Regions from separate parts of the Mus musculus genome. Here region 2 is linked to region 1. The links are chromatin contacts, called in public promoter capture Hi-C maps. All regions are on one chromosome and are shown on one strand. Each heading gives the region's core, a stretch centred on a gene start, on an enhancer-like site or on the middle of the called end of the contact. The rest is flanking DNA. Distances are from core to core; before and after follow the strand shown. Region 1 holds the start of Jazf1 (JAZF zinc finger 1). Region 2 holds the start of Wipf3 (WAS/WASL interacting protein family, member 3).

Region 1 (3,932 bases), core at 717-3,216:
TGCTGGAACAACTATTTCCCAAGTATAATAACTGTTAGCCTTGCCAAAACAATTTAAACTTCTTTTTCAATCCTCTCACCATTGAAAGAAAATAATTAGACCTTTGGGAGTAAGATATCATCACTTAAAAGTTTAGCTTTAGAAAATTCATAAACCCTTGACCCTCTTTAAAGATAGCTGCACAATACTGGGAAAACTTTGCCAACTCAAAATAAGAGGCTTATGATTTACCAATGCTAGTCTAAATCATCTGGCTCCAAGTTAACTCGTAAGAAATAATTGTGTTTAATTCATGTTAAAACTAAATTATCTTTCAATCAGCAGGTAGTCCCAAGTTAAGAAAGTTAACCAGATAAAAGTATTACTCATTCAACTTACATAAATTAACTGATGAAATGGATGGAACTTGGGATAACTGTTTTCTGTTATCATTTCTGTTTAGTTTAATAAGTAAGGGGAGTCCAGTGAGGAACTGGGAAAACTCGTCTTGAAACTGCATCACTACAGTTTAAGCCATGATGAGAAACTTTATACCTGGAGCACTTTTAGCTATGACTACTCAGTCACGATATGATTCAGCAGCTTTGCTACTCTATTAAACCGCTTTTCAGACCACCAATACTTGAGAGCATAGGTTCTTTACCTCACCTTTATCAGAAGACATGGGGAAAACTATTAAGGAGATACTTTGAAACTTTGAAAAATTTCAAAGCTTGACAATTACTCATCAGATTTCTGTTTTCAAAGGCATTCTGCAGACAGTTTCCATGATTAGCTCCCATTCTGGATGGCCCAGCAAATCCCGCTCTAAACTGGCACTTAGCGCGTATTAAGCGCCCACTGTGTGCAAGGAGAAAGCATTCTACAAAGCAAAGGGGCATGAGGCTCTGCCTCATTTTATTCGTGCATAAATGCACAGCAGTCGTGATTTACTCTCTCAACTTTGCAGAAACGTGAGCTGCATCCACATGGTCGAATCCATGTCATTCATTTGGTCTTCTCGAAGCAATTCACAGGTAGCCTCACCCAGGGAACCGGCTGCCCTCTTCACCCACCAGGCCACTCCGGGGAGCGGCCACACCTTCTGCAGGTGGCTGGGTCTTCTGAGCCAGAAGCACCAGACCCATCTCCCTCCGCAGGGGTGGGGATGAGCGTGCAAATGTGATGCAAGGACTTCCGTGGGGCGCAGGACTTAGGAGGTCCCTGGGTCCCGGGAGACACAACCGGCCCCGCGGGGCGCCCCTCCCCCGCGTCCCCGCGCCCGCGCCGCGCAGGCCCCGCGGGGACCGGCGCACCTCCGGCCTAGCCGCAACGCGGGCGCCGCGACACGCCCGCCCGCCGCCCGCGGGCTCCCCTCTGCTACCGGGGCCTCGGGGCGCTCCGGCCAGGGATGGGCGCGGCCCGCAGCCGCCCGAACCGCAGCCGCCGCGCCAGGCCGGGCCCCGCGCCCGCGCCGCTCAGAGCACGCAGCGCCCCGCGCCCCGCGCCCGCCGCCGCCGCCGCCGCGGCCCCCTCCCGCCGCGCCACACCTAGCAACCGGCGCTGACAGGACGCAGGCGGGGGAGGAAGCGGAATGGCTGCCGCCGCGGCGCCTCCCCGGCTCCCGCCAGCCTGACAGCTCGGGCCGGGCGGAAGCGGCGTGCGGCACCCGCCCCCCGCGGCCCGCGCCCGCCCTCACCCTGCGGCCGGCCATCCCCGCGCCCCGCGGCCCTCCACGCCCGCACCTTCTCGGGCGCCCGGCCCGCGCCACCCCGGGGCTCGCCCGCCGCCCGACCCCCGCCCACCCGGGCCTCACCGATGTGGTTGTCCTCGATGTGCTCGATGAGGTCGGCCAGCGTGGGGAAGTGGAGTCCGCAGCCCCCGAAGCGGCAGGTGTTGGAGAAGAAGGAGGCGGCGGCGATGCCTGTCATGGTGCTACATCGAGAGCCCCCCGGAGTCGGCTCTGCGAGCGCCGCGCGCGCGGAGGCGGAGGGAGGGGCCGGGGAGGGGGCAGGCGCGGGGAGGGCAGCGCGAGCCCGGGACGGAGGAGAGGGGGCGCGAGGTGGAGCGCAGCGCCGAGCCTCCGGGAGGCAGCGGGAGGCGGCGGGAGCTCGGGGGAGGGGGCGGGGAGGACTCGGCGGCTGGGAGGAGGGAGCAGGCGCGCGCCTGCAGCTGTGCGGGCCCCAACCTCCGCGACCCAGGCCTCACCTGGCAGCTCCCGCCTCCAACTTTACGTCCCTGGGCCTGCCCTTTCGCCCTGTGAGGTGCCTGCAGTCCGCTTGGAGCCTCCCTTGGTTATGCGCGCTACATTCTTAATAGATACACATCTATTAATTACACATGCTTTTCACCCCAGAGGAGCACTCAGGGAGTTACCCAGCCCTCTTAGGGACATTTGTTTGCACTTGGCCACCTGTCTAGGTGTGACGATGGTATTCACTAGGGACCCAGGAAAGGTAATTGTGTGCACCTTGTTCTTTAAACTTTCTCATTTAAAAAAAAAAATTAAAAAGTCCGTATTCTCTGGAGGTTAGTAGGAACTAATTGATTTTAATGAAGCTTTCCCCCTAGGCCAGAAGAAAAATCTTAGCTTTATTTAAATTTCAAAATAGAGCGCTTGGTTGTCAAGTGCATTTGACTGTGTTTTACATATGTATCACGTTTGTTCTCCCTGATTCTTCTGAGAAAACAAAAATCTCAATTTCTTTACCCCAAATTCCCGCACCTCCTGAACCCCGTGTTGTGGCTCAGGTCTGGCAGTGCTGCTCCAAAGACGAAAGGGGCAAGTGTAGAGGTTTGGAAATGAAAGTCAAAGCAAATTCGATTTTCACTTAAAAAGAAGATTTCACCAATCAGTTAGGATTATATCATCCTGTGAGCATTTAAGCCATACTGTTGACCAGATAGCCTCTTAAGAACCAGTTCTCTTCTGGTCTCCAACCGCAGTTGCAGTTACATTTTACCTACAAGGTGTATATTTTCTTCCAGGTGTTCAAGAAGCACCAGGAGATGTGCATGATTCGAGGGTGTAATTTTTAAAAAATTTATTCATGCATTCTGAATTTAGCATTTGTCTTTAGAACAATTTCATTTACCCGCTGGTGCATATACCTAGAAAAATAACAACCCTGTCTTTTTAAACTGCATATACCACTTGTGTTATCTCTAATATTAGGATTGTTAGGGCACTTCGTGTAAATGTAAATGCAGACATATGCAGTATTTCTGTCACCGGAGAAAATTTTCACAATCTCCCAGTCACAAAGGCTGAGGCTGAGTTCTCTCACCCATCGACATTTTTGTCTGGTCTGTCGCTTCTTTGAGCCTACAAGGTGACAAATTTGCCAAGGGGAGAGTTGAGTTGAGTATGGTTGGGGCAGCAGGTCATTAAAGTTCAGTTTGTTGCCAGAAATAATTTCCTGGGACCAAGTGAGGATGGGGGAAGGGCACCCAAGGGCTTGATAATGAGCCAGGGACCCGCTAGGCTGGAAGCTGGGGCCAGACAAGGGTCTAAAGAGCAGGAGGTAGAATTCTCCACCGTGAATTAGAATTTTGGCAACTGTGCAGTGTGCCCTGCTGCCCAGACAGGGAGGAAGGCCGTTAGCTGAGAGCAAGCAGGATATCTGGCAGATAGACTTCACGCCCAGTGACATGGAAATGCAATGAGAAAACTCCAGCCAAGAATGATGCCAGATCAGCCTCCTTAGAGATGCTAGGCACCCCAACTCTGCAGCAGCTGGGGGAGTGCCCCGAGCCTTGAGGTGACAATTCTGTTCTCAGGAGGAATGACTCTCTATGTGGAGTTATCAACTGCAGAGAGTGTAGGAGGCCCAGAGGTGGCTCAAGCAAGAGAACTCCTCCATGGAAAGGCCAGGAGAGTGTAAGGGAAAGGAGGAAGGAAGGGGGCTGGGAGCTATTAGTACATACCTCTTGGCTACCTTCAGTCCCTACCC
Region 2 (3,726 bases), core at 562-3,061, 1.4 Mb after region 1:
TCCCAAATAGGACTCTCCTATTTGGAACAAAATGGGTAGTAAATAAATAAATACTAGTGTAAGAAAGAGAGAAGGAAAGAAAGAAAGAAAGAAAGAAAGAAAGAAAGAAAGAAAGAAAGAAAGAGAGAGAGAGAAGCCCCCATATCAGTGGTTTATACAAACAGCATTTTTTTTTTCCATCTAATAAATAGACCAGAGTTGGATAGCTGCTGGCTTTGTCTCAGGTGCTTAGCAACACCACACTGTCTCCATCTTCTACTCTGTTGTAGATAGTGGTGGTAACACATTAGTTGTTTCTTGGTTAAAATCTAGGTGTAGCATCACTAGATACTGAAGCATAAAGAGAATAGGGAATGGAAGGGCAGAGGCAGACAGACAGACAGACAGACAGACAGACACACAGATACACACAACTCCCACTTCCAATTTATCAATCCAATGGAGGTCGCCAGGTAACAAGTGCCTTTACTAGCCAAGCTATCTCATCTATTCCTACTATATTAACTTTGATAAGGTTTATTATGGTTGTTGTTGTTGTTGTTTGAGGGGCTTTGCTTTGTTTTCTTTTGGTAGTACTGGGAATTGAACTCAGCTAGTGTGCTAAGAAAGTCTCGGTGATCAGGAAAGGCACTGGCACTATAGTCTTTAGTCTTTAACTGGTCATCACTCTGGATTCTGTCCATAGAGACGATGGGGAGAGCGGCTTAGGTATTTGGAACGTGGCTCCCAGAGACTGAATCCTGTTGCAATGTCCAGAGAAAAAGGATGCAAGAAGGACCACTTGTGCCATGAGACACTGGGTTCTTGAACACAACAACTTCATGATGTTTTCAGCCCCAAATAGCCCCACTCTGCAGACACCATCACTTTGAATCAAGCATTTAAAAAGCTGAATTAGTATATCCTCCAGAAACCGCCCAGCTTGTAAGATAAATGACTGGCCATGCAACTAGTTTGTGCTTTGGGGCTCCGTAGAAGACCTGGTGGGATTTCTACATGGCCATGGAAATAATTCTTCTCTGCAAATTGAGCTTTCCTTCCTTTTCGAACCAGAACACAAGTATGCCTAAGATGTGAGAGGCAGGAAATGCCAGCCTGAATTGCTGCACTTGGAGCAGCTGAGTGTACACAGGAGCCTCAGGCATAAATCTCCAGCATTCTCCAAGCTCTGGACAGCCGGACAGGGAAATGGGACAGACTCGCTTCACTCTAGATTTCAAACTGCCTTCTTCCCACTTCTGCCCCACCGGAAGCTACTTACCTCCCTGTGTTACCAGGATATTTTGTGCTCACCTATCTCTGAGAGCAAGCTTCTCTACCTCCCCCTCCCGCCCCCCAGCTCTCTCCACCCACACACCCACCCCTGCCTCTCAAGCCCAGGTCTGAATTGGGTGTCCCTCTGCTTTGTACACGTTGGATGTTCTCTTGGCTCCGTATTGTAAGTACCTGCTTGTGCTCATCGGGACAACCGGCTGTCCCATTCTCCTTTTGTCCCCTTGCATATACGCGCTGTCTGGGGCTTAGCGAGGGCTCAGAAATGTTTGTAATATATAGACGAGGTGGCGTGCAGGGGAACTCCAGCCCTTGGCCCCATTGTCCCCGTGGCTCACACTCGGGACTCTGTACCTGGGAGCTGCGCCGCCGCGCAGCCAGGACCGCCTCCTGGGTGCCAGAGCGACCCCGCCCTCTGGACCGCGTCCCCGTGCGCTGGGCGGCGAGGCTCCAGGGCGGCCGCCAGGAGCAGGTGGGGGCGGCGGCTCCGCCTCCGCGTCCCGGCAGCGCTTAAGCCCGGCTGGGAGCGAGCGAGGAGCGCAGAGTCCAGCTTAGCCGGGCGCGCAGAAGCAACGCCAGGCACTGTCTGCAGCCCAGCCGGGATCCTCGAGGCGACGGGGACGACGGAGACGACGGGGACGACGGAGACGACGGGGACAGCGGGGACGGAGGCGCCAGCTAAAGTCCAGTCGGCCGGGTTACGGCCAGCTGCAGGTAGCTGCTCTGCTCGCGTCCGGGCCCTGGGTTAAGTAAGTGGCCGATTGGGGTTGTCGCGGAGGGTATTGGGGACAGTCCCGAGGTAGAGTGGCCTCCCGCGTTGTCAAAGACGCTGGGTGAGTGAGAGTGCCCAGGACCCTCTCCAAACTGTAGTCCCCAGCCGCGACTACGTCTGGGAGCTGCTCCGTGCAGCCCTAGCGGCAACCACTCGCTCCCTGCCCGCCACGGGTCGGAAAGGGACCATGGCTACACCAGGTCACCTCAGGGCTCCCTGGTGACCTCCCAGGACAGCACTCTTCCGTTATCAGCTTCTGGCACGGAGGCCTCTTAGTCTGATGCCCCAAGGGGGCTCTGCTTCCCTTCCCCCACGTCACCCCCCACCCCTCCCCTGAGAACAAAAGGGCGGATCTTGCTTGTGTTGGGGATGTTAAGGAAGGGTCCCTGGCGATTAGGAGAGATCTGGGAACCTGCACAATCAGACAAGGACTGAGGATACTGGACCATTTCCCAGAAAGAAAGCCAATTCCTGAGGGAAAAAGTGACTTATCCAAGGTCACACAGTTCCTGGTGACAGAGTCGGGCCAGGAGCTGAGTCCTGACTCCCCGAGGCTTATCTGTAAGCCTGCCTAGGTCAGGAGCCAGAGAGTGTATGTGTCTGTCTATCCATTATCTCTAGCCATTTACATCTGGCCACAAATGGCCTTTAAAGTCCTTTGGAGGTGTGCGGGACTGGGTAATTGTGGCCATTCCCCCGGATACCTAGCCAGGAGCTCACGGGGAGCAAGCTTGGGAGAAGAACACGCTCTCCTGTAGGATGCCAGGCATCCATTCCCCTGTGGAAACAATGTCTTCTGTGTGCTTGGAGTGTCTGCCATGAGTGTGAGAACCTGAGTTGGGTAGATGTTCTGCCCAGAAACCCAGGAAGCCTGTCTAATGGCCTCAGGAAAAACCAGAAGTATCTCTGACACACACACAGTCTGGGGACTCTCTGAGGAAAGTTTCCAGTGGGACAGTGGTATTCCTCTTCTGTGCCTGGGGTCCTTGGATGTAAGTGAGAGCATTTGTTGGGCAGACTTGTGTGACTTTAAAAGCTTGTGTGCCTCACTGTCTTTGCCTTCGTCACCTCAGAGAGGGCCAGGAGAGGGTTTCTTGCTGCCAGTTAGTATTATAATCATCAGACACTCTAGCCTTGTTTTTAATGTTCACTCCTTTTACTTTCTATGTAAGTATTTTTCGGGCATGTATGTCTATGCACGACTCTGTGCCAGGAAACCCCTAGAGGTCAGAAGAGGGCACTGGATCCTCTGGACTAGAGTTAAGGATGTAATGTCCCTGAACCACTATGTGGGTGCTGGGAATGAGTCCTAGTGTTCTACAAGATCAGAGTTTCCACTGATAAACTACCTGTCCAGTCCCAGCCTTCTCCTAAAAGCTGTCCTCTCTAAACTGTAAAGTAGTGGTAGAGGTCAGAAGTGGACTGCCTTTGGGCTTCCTACTGGCCTGGGCAGACCTTCAAGGCACTTTAGGTCTAGACATGCTCCCCATACATAGAAACTCAGGAAGTTGTGTGCTTTAGACTTGTGCACATCACTTGGGGCTTTTTTTTTTTTTTTTTTTTTTTACTTCAATAACAACGTAAGTGGATATTTGATGCTGAAGGGCACTGGGCATGGCAGGGCACAGGCTGCTGAAGTCTGCCAGCTAATGTACTTTAGAGATGCATTTTAAAGCAAAACC

What was found. Promoter capture Hi-C pulls out the DNA fragments that hold promoters and counts their contacts.
Region 2: a promoter capture Hi-C map of liver shows a contact between it and region 1, with 2.4 times the contacts expected there. The contact joins the promoter of Wipf3 here to the promoter of Jazf1 in region 1. A contact is called at or near these places in 4 of 39 promoter capture datasets (the 3T3-L1 cell line, hippocampal neurons, liver and 1 more) and 1 of 9 other capture datasets (liver).

Annotation. Positions count from the first base shown.
Region 1 is chr6:53,066,658-53,070,589 of GRCm38.p6, forward strand. It overlaps Jazf1 (JAZF zinc finger 1), which reads right to left and starts at 1,967. Exons shown (of 5, transcript NM_173406.3): 1 at 1,796-1,967. The coding sequence starts at 1,910. It overlaps Gm33097 (a long non-coding RNA gene), which reads right to left and starts at 1,338. Exons shown (of 2, transcript XR_377680.3): 1 at 1-1,338.
Region 2 is chr6:54,427,875-54,431,600 of GRCm38.p6, forward strand. Wipf3 (WAS/WASL interacting protein family, member 3) reads left to right here and starts at 1,812. Exons shown (of 9, transcript NM_001167860.2): 1 at 1,812-1,986. It overlaps 9130019P16Rik (RIKEN cDNA 9130019P16 gene), which reads right to left and starts at 2,347. Exons shown (of 14, transcript NR_033635.1): 1 at 1,447-2,347.